Regions from separate parts of the Sus scrofa genome. Here region 1 is linked to region 2. The links are chromatin contacts, called in public HiChIP or PLAC-seq maps. All regions are on one chromosome and are shown on one strand. Each heading gives the region's core, a stretch centred on a gene start, on an enhancer-like site or on the middle of the called end of the contact. The rest is flanking DNA. Distances are from core to core; before and after follow the strand shown.

Region 1 (4,415 bases), core at 1-2,500, 240 kb before region 2:
TAGGGTTGCCTGGTAAAATACAGGATACCCAGTGAAATTTGAATTTTGGAAAAAATAGTGAGTAAGTATATGAAGAGGTATAATTATGTTCCATTTAAAATTTTTTTAAATTGTACTTATCTGAAATTCAAATTTCACTACATGTCCTATATTTTACTTTCCTAACTTAGTGTAAAGCTATTTTGTTTATAGAGCTAGGAAGGCTTTGTCTGTCCTGGAAGGTTACTTCTGAGTTCAAGGCCTTGTTCCTGATTAGGAGGCCTGCTCCCTTCACATAGGATCGTAGTATGCAGTGCAAAATCATGGAGCAAGAGAAGTTGACCCTCACAGTCTCTAGTTACCTTCCTTCTAGCTCCTTTTCTTGGAGGAAAAGGAAGAGACCTTACTTTCATTTTTTTTGCTTCTTGGAAATACTGTTCTTATAACATATTACCTCATAAAGTCATTCCTACTGGAATGTAAATGACTGATAAGGTTAATGTATTATTTCCATCAGGGAAAGTCATATTGTAAATATGTACCATCCAAATAATTAATACAAATTAATTTTGAATTGAGGAAGTTTAGAATTTCTTTATTATTGGAGGTTGTATTAGAGGTAAAATATTGTTCTCTTGAAATTAAGCATTTAGTGTTTGACAACTGTAGCCTCTTTAGGCACATACATATAAATTTGGGGTTCAGGCTCCAGAATCCTGGGGGATTGTTAGGGAAAGATGTTATCTCTAAATTAATGCAAGCTCTTAATCCTGTGACTACAGAGGAAAACAAGATTATAAACACTTTTATGAGTGGGCTTCTTTTTGTTAGTGTTCCTCTGCTAAACATTCTCACATGTCAATCTTGGAAAAAGTCCTGTGAAGTGAACGATATTATGTTCAGGTTTTACATGAAGCAATAGAAGTTCAGAGAGGTTAAGTGACTTGCCCCAAGCCAGAGAGATGGTAAATGACAGAGCTGTGACTCAAACTCAGGGTTTTTTGACTTCAAGGCTAGTGATTTTTCTGTCACAATACAGTGATCATGCACTCCCACAGCCCCTTTTTTGGAAGCTCCAGGATCCTCCTGAAGCTATTTAGAATGTGGGCCTAGGGTGTGGTTTTTGGGTACTAAATGCCCTGTGGTTAAATGACTTTTGATTGCAAAGTTTTGGGAACAAGTAATAATGCCAGATTACTAATGTCAGAGATGGAAAAATGATTCAGACTTGCATGCTGTTGGGCAACTAAATTTCATTGCAAGATTTTCTGTTCAAGAAATTGGAATCTCCTTTATCCATGAGTAAAGCCACGATGTAGGGTAGAGGGATCTTGACACCATCATTAAGATCCATTTCCAAGCAATCAGGCATTAAAGGGGAAGTGAAGGAAAATTGTGATGTAAGAAAACTTCGTCTTTACTGCCCTTTCAATGACCTTTTAAGGCAACTTTTTTATTCTTCCTTAGCCCAAAAGAGATTGGCTAACAGTTTAGAAAAAATCTGAAAAGCCTCTAGGCAATATTACAAAGCCACAGTCATCAAGACAGTGTGGTACTGGTACCAAAACAGACAGACAGACCAATGGAACAGAATAGAGAACCCAGAAATAAACACACACTTATGGTCAATTAATCTTCAACAAAGGAGGCAAGAATATAAAATGGGGAAAAGACAGTCTTTTCAGCAAATGGTACCAGGAAACCTGGACAGCCACATGTAAATCAATAAAAATGGAACACACCCTCACACCATGCACAAAAAATAAACTCTAAATGGCTTAAAGACTTAAATGTAAGACAAGAAACCATCAAACTCCTAGAAGAGAAAATAGGCAAAACATTCTCTGACATCAACCTTACAAATGTTTTCTTAGGTCAGACTCCCAAGGCAGCAGGAATAAAAGTAAAAATAAACCAATGGGACCTAATCAAAGTGACAAGCTTTTGCACAGCAAAGGAAACCATAAAAGACAACCTATGGAATGGGAGAAAACAATTTCAAATGATGCAACCAACAAGGGCTTAATCTCTAAAATATACAAACAAATTATACAACTCAAGAGCAAAAAAACCCCAATAATCCAACTGAAAAATAGGCAAAAGACCTGAACAGACATTTCTCCAAAGGAGATATACAGATGGCCAACAAGCACATGAAAAAATGCTCCACATCCCTGATTATTACAGAAATGCAAATCAAAACTGCTATGCAGTACCACATCACACCTGTCAGAATGGCCATCATTAGCAAATTAAGAAATAACAAGTGGTAGAGAGGGTATGGAGAAAAGGGTACCCTCCTACACTGTTGGTGGGAATGTAAATTGGCACAACCACTGTGGAGAACAGTACGGAGGTACCTCAAAAACTGAATATAGAATTGCCATATGATCCAGTAATTCCACTTCTGGGCGTATATCCAGACAACATATTCATTCAAAAACATACATGCACCCCTCTGTTCAGAGCAGCACTATTCACAATAGCCAAGACATGGAACAACCTAAATGTCCATTGACAGATGAATGGATTAAGAAGATGGATGTGGTACATACCCACAATGTAATATTACTCAGCCATAAAAAGTACAAAATAATGTCCTTTGCAGCAACATAGATGGAATTAGAGGCTTTCATACTAAGTGAAGTAGGTCAGAAAGAGAAAACCAAATATCATATAGTACCACTTATATGTGGAATCTAAAATGTGGCACAGATGATTCTATCTACAAAACAGAAACAGACTGTGGACATGGAAAGCAGACTTGTGGTTTCCAGTGGGGAAAGGGAGGGAGTGGGATGAGTGGGGATTCGGGGGTTAGTGAATGCAAACTGTTACATTTGGAATGGGTGAGCAATGAGGTCCTACTGTACAGCACAGGGAACTGTGTGATTAGGTCACCTTGCTGTACAACAGAGATGGAAGAATCATTGTAAATCAACTATCCTTTTATTAAAAAAAAAAGAAAGAAAAAACAATTCTACAAATGCAAATAAAAGCAATGTTCCAGGAGAAAGGAGATGCATTTAATGTATTTGGGAGGCTCTTCTAAAAATCAGATGAGCAATGATGACTCCTAGACCAGAGTAGTATCACTTGAAGTTGTCATAGATCCTGAATTTGTTTTGTAGAGCCATAGCATCTCTTAATGGATTGAATGGGAAAGAATAAAAGAGAAATCAAGAGCAACTACATATTTCTTCCTTGACTAACTCAACAAAAGTATTGCAGTGAGATGGGGAAGTCTGTGGAGGATTGGGATTTTGAAGGAAGGATTTGAGGAATAAGGAGTTTAGTTTTAGTCATGTAAGTTTGAGGTGGTTATTAAAATATTAGCAGGGGAGTTAAGAGGCAGGTGAATAAATAAATCTGAGGTTTAAGAACTTGACAACAGAATTAAAAATTATCAATGAAACAAGCCATAAAATTGAATGAAATTACCCTAAGAATGGGAAAAGTTCTTAAAACTTGGGTTTTTGGGTCCTCTGTCTAAGAAGCTAAGGTTAGGAGGATCCCCAAGGAGATTGGAAAGAAATGGCCAGTAAGAAAAGAGAAGAATCAAGATTTGTATCCTAGAAACCAGGTGAAAAAAGCATTTTAAAAATCAGGGAAAGGTCAACTATGTCTAATATTACTATTTAGAGGAAATGAGGACTCTGAATTATATGATTATGCAACAGGAAAATCATTGTTTGCCCTGATGTTGTTTCAGTGGGGGAGATAGAGATAAATGGATTTCTTTTTACCGTTTGCAGGGTCCACAGCAAGACCACAGTTTGAGGTCCATGCACCATATATCTACATTTTAAAATTATAAATCAAGATATCAAATAGCAGATACTTTTGACCATGAGACAAAAAGAAAAAGACCAAGGAAACAGAAGAAATGTTGGTCCTGATACAGTCTAGCCACATAATTAATGTCAGCAGCCACCCTCACACACCCAAGCTTGGCAAATGATTAGAAGGACTAGTACCCCATCTTCCCATCATCACAATGAGAATCATTCAGGGGCCTGGCATTCTCTGGAATATGCATTGTGGGTCTATACTCTTCAGAGAGCAAGCATTAAGAACAGCCTTGTCAGTAGGATAAGATATAGGATGCTTAACTTTGGGGTGTCAGGTGGTGCATGAGTCTTCTGGGAACAGAGATGCCTTGAGGCCCATAAGATGGGGGAGCTAAGCCATGGAGGTCCAAGCTGGGGTGTAGTCTCCAATCTCAGATAGTTTGTTGTCTAGAGTGAGTTCTGAGTCATTTTGGGACAATCCTGGTCTTACCTTTTTTTAAAAAAATTTTTATTTAATAATTTTTATTTTTTCCATTATGTTTGGTTTACAGCGTTCTGTCAATTTCTACTGTATAGCAAATTGGCCTCGTCACACACACATACACACACATAGATATATACACACATATTTTTTCTCACATTATC
Region 2 (4,027 bases), core at 434-2,933:
AAGATTCTGATGCCAACATTTTAGTATGTGCAAGCACCTTAAGAAATTTTACACTTGTGAAATCTAGAGCTCATCTCTGAACAGTCTTAGAGGGATTTACATATTATTCATGGAGGCCTTTTTGTAATAATCCTTGTGACAGTGATGGACTCTTTTCTAGCCATCCTGCCACAGTCTCCTGAGTGGTTATAGACAAGAAGCCAAGAGTGATTTTAAGCATAATACATGGATGGCCACAGGACTGGATATAACAGGAGGAATCAGGAATGGAGGTCTAGTTAGATGTGGAGGGTCTGGAATAAACAAACTTAAGCAGGCAGGCAAGGTGAAGTCCAGAATCTATTCTGAGACAAGAAGAAGTTGCCAAGAATGAGGGAAACCTATCCTTCAATAGGTCCAGATCTAGGTAGGGGTATGGATAGTGAGAGTTGACTTAATTTTTTTTTTTTTTTTGTCTTTTGTCTTTTTAGGGCTGCACCCACAGCATATGGAGGTTCCCAAACTAGGGGTCTATTCGGAGCTGTAGCTGCCGGCCTACGCCACAGCCACAGCAATGCCAGATCCAAGTTGTGTTTGCGACCCACACCACAGCTCATGGCAATGCCGTATCCTCAACCCACTATATGAGGGCAGGGATCAAACCCGCAACATCATGGTTCCTAGTCAGATTCATTTCCGCTGTGACATGATGGGAACTCCAACTTAATTTAATATCAAGCAAAAAGCTGTGGGAAACAGTGAACCATAATTTTCTTCTTGCTCAGCTATGATGGAATGAGTGTATATGGGTGAGAGGAAAAAATATCAGAAATGAGGCATAAAAATGGAGCAACTTGTGACATGGTGAATGGTTTCTTGTTTTTTCTCACAGTGCTATGTCTGGAGGCATGTCTAGAACCATTGCTGGTAAGATAGACCTCCTTACTGATATTCAGGACCAATATGACCCACTAGCAAGATAAATCTGTATAATTCTTACCCTTACATACCCAGAATATTGACCAATTCACGTGCTGCATCCATTCCCAGTACTGGTTAATAAATAGACTTCTGCTTATTTGCTGTGCCTGAAGCTCTTTACTGATAACTGCCATCTTCTAGTGCCAGGATTCTATTTTTTTCTTACTAGAACTCTCCCCAGTAACTTCAGCCTGGCCCTCAAAGTGATTTGATCTTTGTATTGATAGTGACAGTGTTGGCATGCCCTCTTACCTAATGCTCCCAAACTCATAGGGATTATGGCATTCACATGAGATTTTATTTGGGAGGACTGGAAAGCAAATTCATTGTATAAACTTGTTAATTGCATATCTGATGTTAACAGACAACAATAATAACCTTAAAAAAATTCTGTAACAGCTCATAAAAAACTGAGTATTCAAGAGGTAAACATATTAAGGTCACCAAGTAAGTCAATGACTGAATAGCAATTAGTTCAAACTCTTAACTTCTCAGAGTTTTAAGGCATCTCTTTGTTTTTTCTCAGAATGACACTTTTCTTAAAAAATAAATGTTTCTTGGCTACTCCTAACCCTCTTTCCTAATTGTGAAAGAAAAGGCAACAGGAAGTCGCAGAGCTAACTACTTCTCTCTGTGCCAACTCTCTCAGACCACACAGAAGCAAAAGCTAGATGAATTGGCTGTGATATCAGACCTGAGGAGAGATTTGGCAATGGGACAAGTGAAAGGGAAGCTGACTGTGGTGTTGCTAGGCCACAAAGGAGTGGTTACAGGCAGTGGTAGTAAACTGCCTACACCCTGGGTGGGAGCAGCTGGGTAGGGAATTTGACCCAGCAAAGGGAGAGAGAACAAGTTGGCATTCATAATAAAATGGAAGTTGGCATTTTAGAGAGATATTGAGACCACAAAGATTGCTTGTGGTTGAGGAGGGTATAGTGCAAGCTGAATGCTTGTGATCTATTGTAGGTTGCTTTAAATACTTGATATTACTACTTTCTAGGACTACAGCCATGTAAAATAATGGTATCAGCATATTTTGTTGGGATCAAGTCCTAACTTAAATACAAAAAAAAAAACCATAAAAAAAAAAAAAAGAACTAGGAGTTCCTGTCATGGCTCAGGGGTTAACGAATCCAACTAGGAACCATGAGATTATGGGCTCGATCCCTGGCCTCGCTCAGTGGGTTAAGGATCCAGCGTTGCCGTGAGCTGTGGTGTAGGTCGCAGACAAGGCTCAGATCTGGCGTTGCTGTGGCCACAGCTCCAATTAGACCCCTGACCTGGGAACCTCCATATGCCACAGGAGCAGCCCTAGAAAAGGCAAAAAGACCAAAAAAAAAAAAAAAAAAAAAAAAAAAAAGAAAAAAAAGAAAAAGAACTAGATGCAAAGATACCTTCCAGAATAATACTTCTTTATATTGTGGCTAACTTTGAAAAAATTAGATTTATTTTAAAAAATTACATTAAAGCACTTTAATATGTTGAGTTAGAATGATTCTATAAAGCCATAGCATTATCGCTATGGCCATTAGAAGTAAACTTAAAATAAGTAAAACAATTTATAACCCTATACATTCTGTGAAATAGGAATAACAATATTAGCTAAATTTTACTGAACACTTACTGTGATCCAGGCACTATGTTTGGTGCTTTACATTTATGTTCTTTTTAAAGTTCAAAACAAATCTGAGCAAGGTACCCTTTTTACTATTACTTAGAGAACAAAATGGAGGCATAAAGAAGCTAAGACAACTTGTTTGTAGTCACGCATATATAGGCACACCTTGTTTTATTGCACTTCACTTTATTGCGCTTCACAGATGCTCCTTACAAGCTGAAGGATTGTAGCAACCCTGTATCAAGCAAGTCTCTGGCATCATTTTTCTGACTGCATGTGCTCATTTCATGCCTCTGTGTCACATTTTAGTAATTCTTCCCATATTTCAAATTTTTTGTTATTTTTATATGTTATGGTGATTTGTGATCAGTGATTTTTAATGTTACTGTTAGAAGAAGATTACAACTTGCTCAGATAGTGGTTAACATTTTTTAGCAATAAAGTATTTTTAATTAAAGTATGTTTTTTATAATAATGCTAATGCACACTCAGTAGAACACAGTATCGTGTAATATAACTTTTATAATTTTTTGGAAAACAGAAAATTTGCACGACCCATTCTATTGAAATATTCACTTTATTGCAGTGGTCTATAACCAAATCGTCACTATCTCCAAGGTTCGCCTATTGTTTGAACCAGGTTTGGAATTCAGATCCATGTGTGACTCTATTGCCAGTCAGTATTTTAAGCTGGGAGTCTCAGTTGCTAATCTAGTCCTCTTCAAAACAAACTGTTTCCTGAATACAAATTAGAATCACAATGGTATATCACTACATACTTGCTGAAATGGCTAAAATTTAAAAAGACCAACATACCAAATGTGACCAAGATATGGTACAATTGAAACTCTCATACACTGATGGTGTACTGTACAAAGGTACAACTTATTTGGAGAACCATTCAACAGTTTCTTATACAATTATGCAATGAAATGAAAATGTACCTGTATACAATGTTAATATCAGCTCTATTTATAATATTCAAAAACTGTAAATAATCTGAATGTTCATTAACTGGTAAATGGTTAAACCATTTGTGGTAGATATATTCAATGGACTATTACTCAGCAATAAAAAGCAATCAACTGCTGATACTTGCAACCACATGAATAAATCTAAAAAGTATTATGATGAGTGAAAGACAAAGAATTTCACATATCATATGATTTCATTTATGTGAAGTTAGAGAATAGATGAAATTAATCCAAAGCGATATAAAGGATTAACTAGTACTGAGAAAGTAGGATTAACTTTATAGGGACACCAGTGAAATTTTGGATGATATAAATGTTCTGTATCTTCGTTGTGATGGTGGTTACAGAAGTTTATGCATTTGTCAAAACTCATTGGACAGGACACTTAAAACAGTTATATTTTATATAAATTATCCCTGAATAAAAGTGATTTAGAAATATACTATTTCCTGTAGTTAAGTACCTACTGCCTAGG

The links. HiChIP or PLAC-seq counts read pairs in DNA pulled down with a chosen protein or histone mark.
Region 1: a contact with region 2 is called in an H3K27ac HiChIP or PLAC-seq map of alveolar macrophages. The contact joins two enhancer-like sites. A contact is called at or near these places in 1 of 47 Hi-C or Micro-C datasets (epiblast stem cells) and 1 of 2 datasets of contacts at active chromatin or transcription factors (alveolar macrophages).

Annotation. Positions count from the first base shown.
Region 1 is chr9:89,503,481-89,507,895 of Sscrofa11.1, reverse strand. No RefSeq gene overlaps it. Among named protein-coding and RNA genes, the nearest start is that of ABCB5, 120 kb to the left of the region's middle. Within about 2 kb of position 1,250, at least 5 of the 83 cell types and tissues checked have an H3K27ac peak or open chromatin away from gene starts, as enhancers often do. A contact at or near this core is called in alveolar macrophages, where this site is marked.
Region 2 is chr9:89,259,552-89,263,578 of Sscrofa11.1, reverse strand. The region is part of intron 1 of MACC1 (metastasis-associated in colon cancer protein 1); the gene reads left to right. It also overlaps the pseudogene LOC110255483. Among named protein-coding and RNA genes, the nearest start is that of MACC1, 81 kb to the left of the region's middle. Within about 2 kb of position 1,683, at least 17 of the 83 cell types and tissues checked have an H3K27ac peak or open chromatin away from gene starts, as enhancers often do. A contact at or near this core is called in alveolar macrophages, where this site is marked.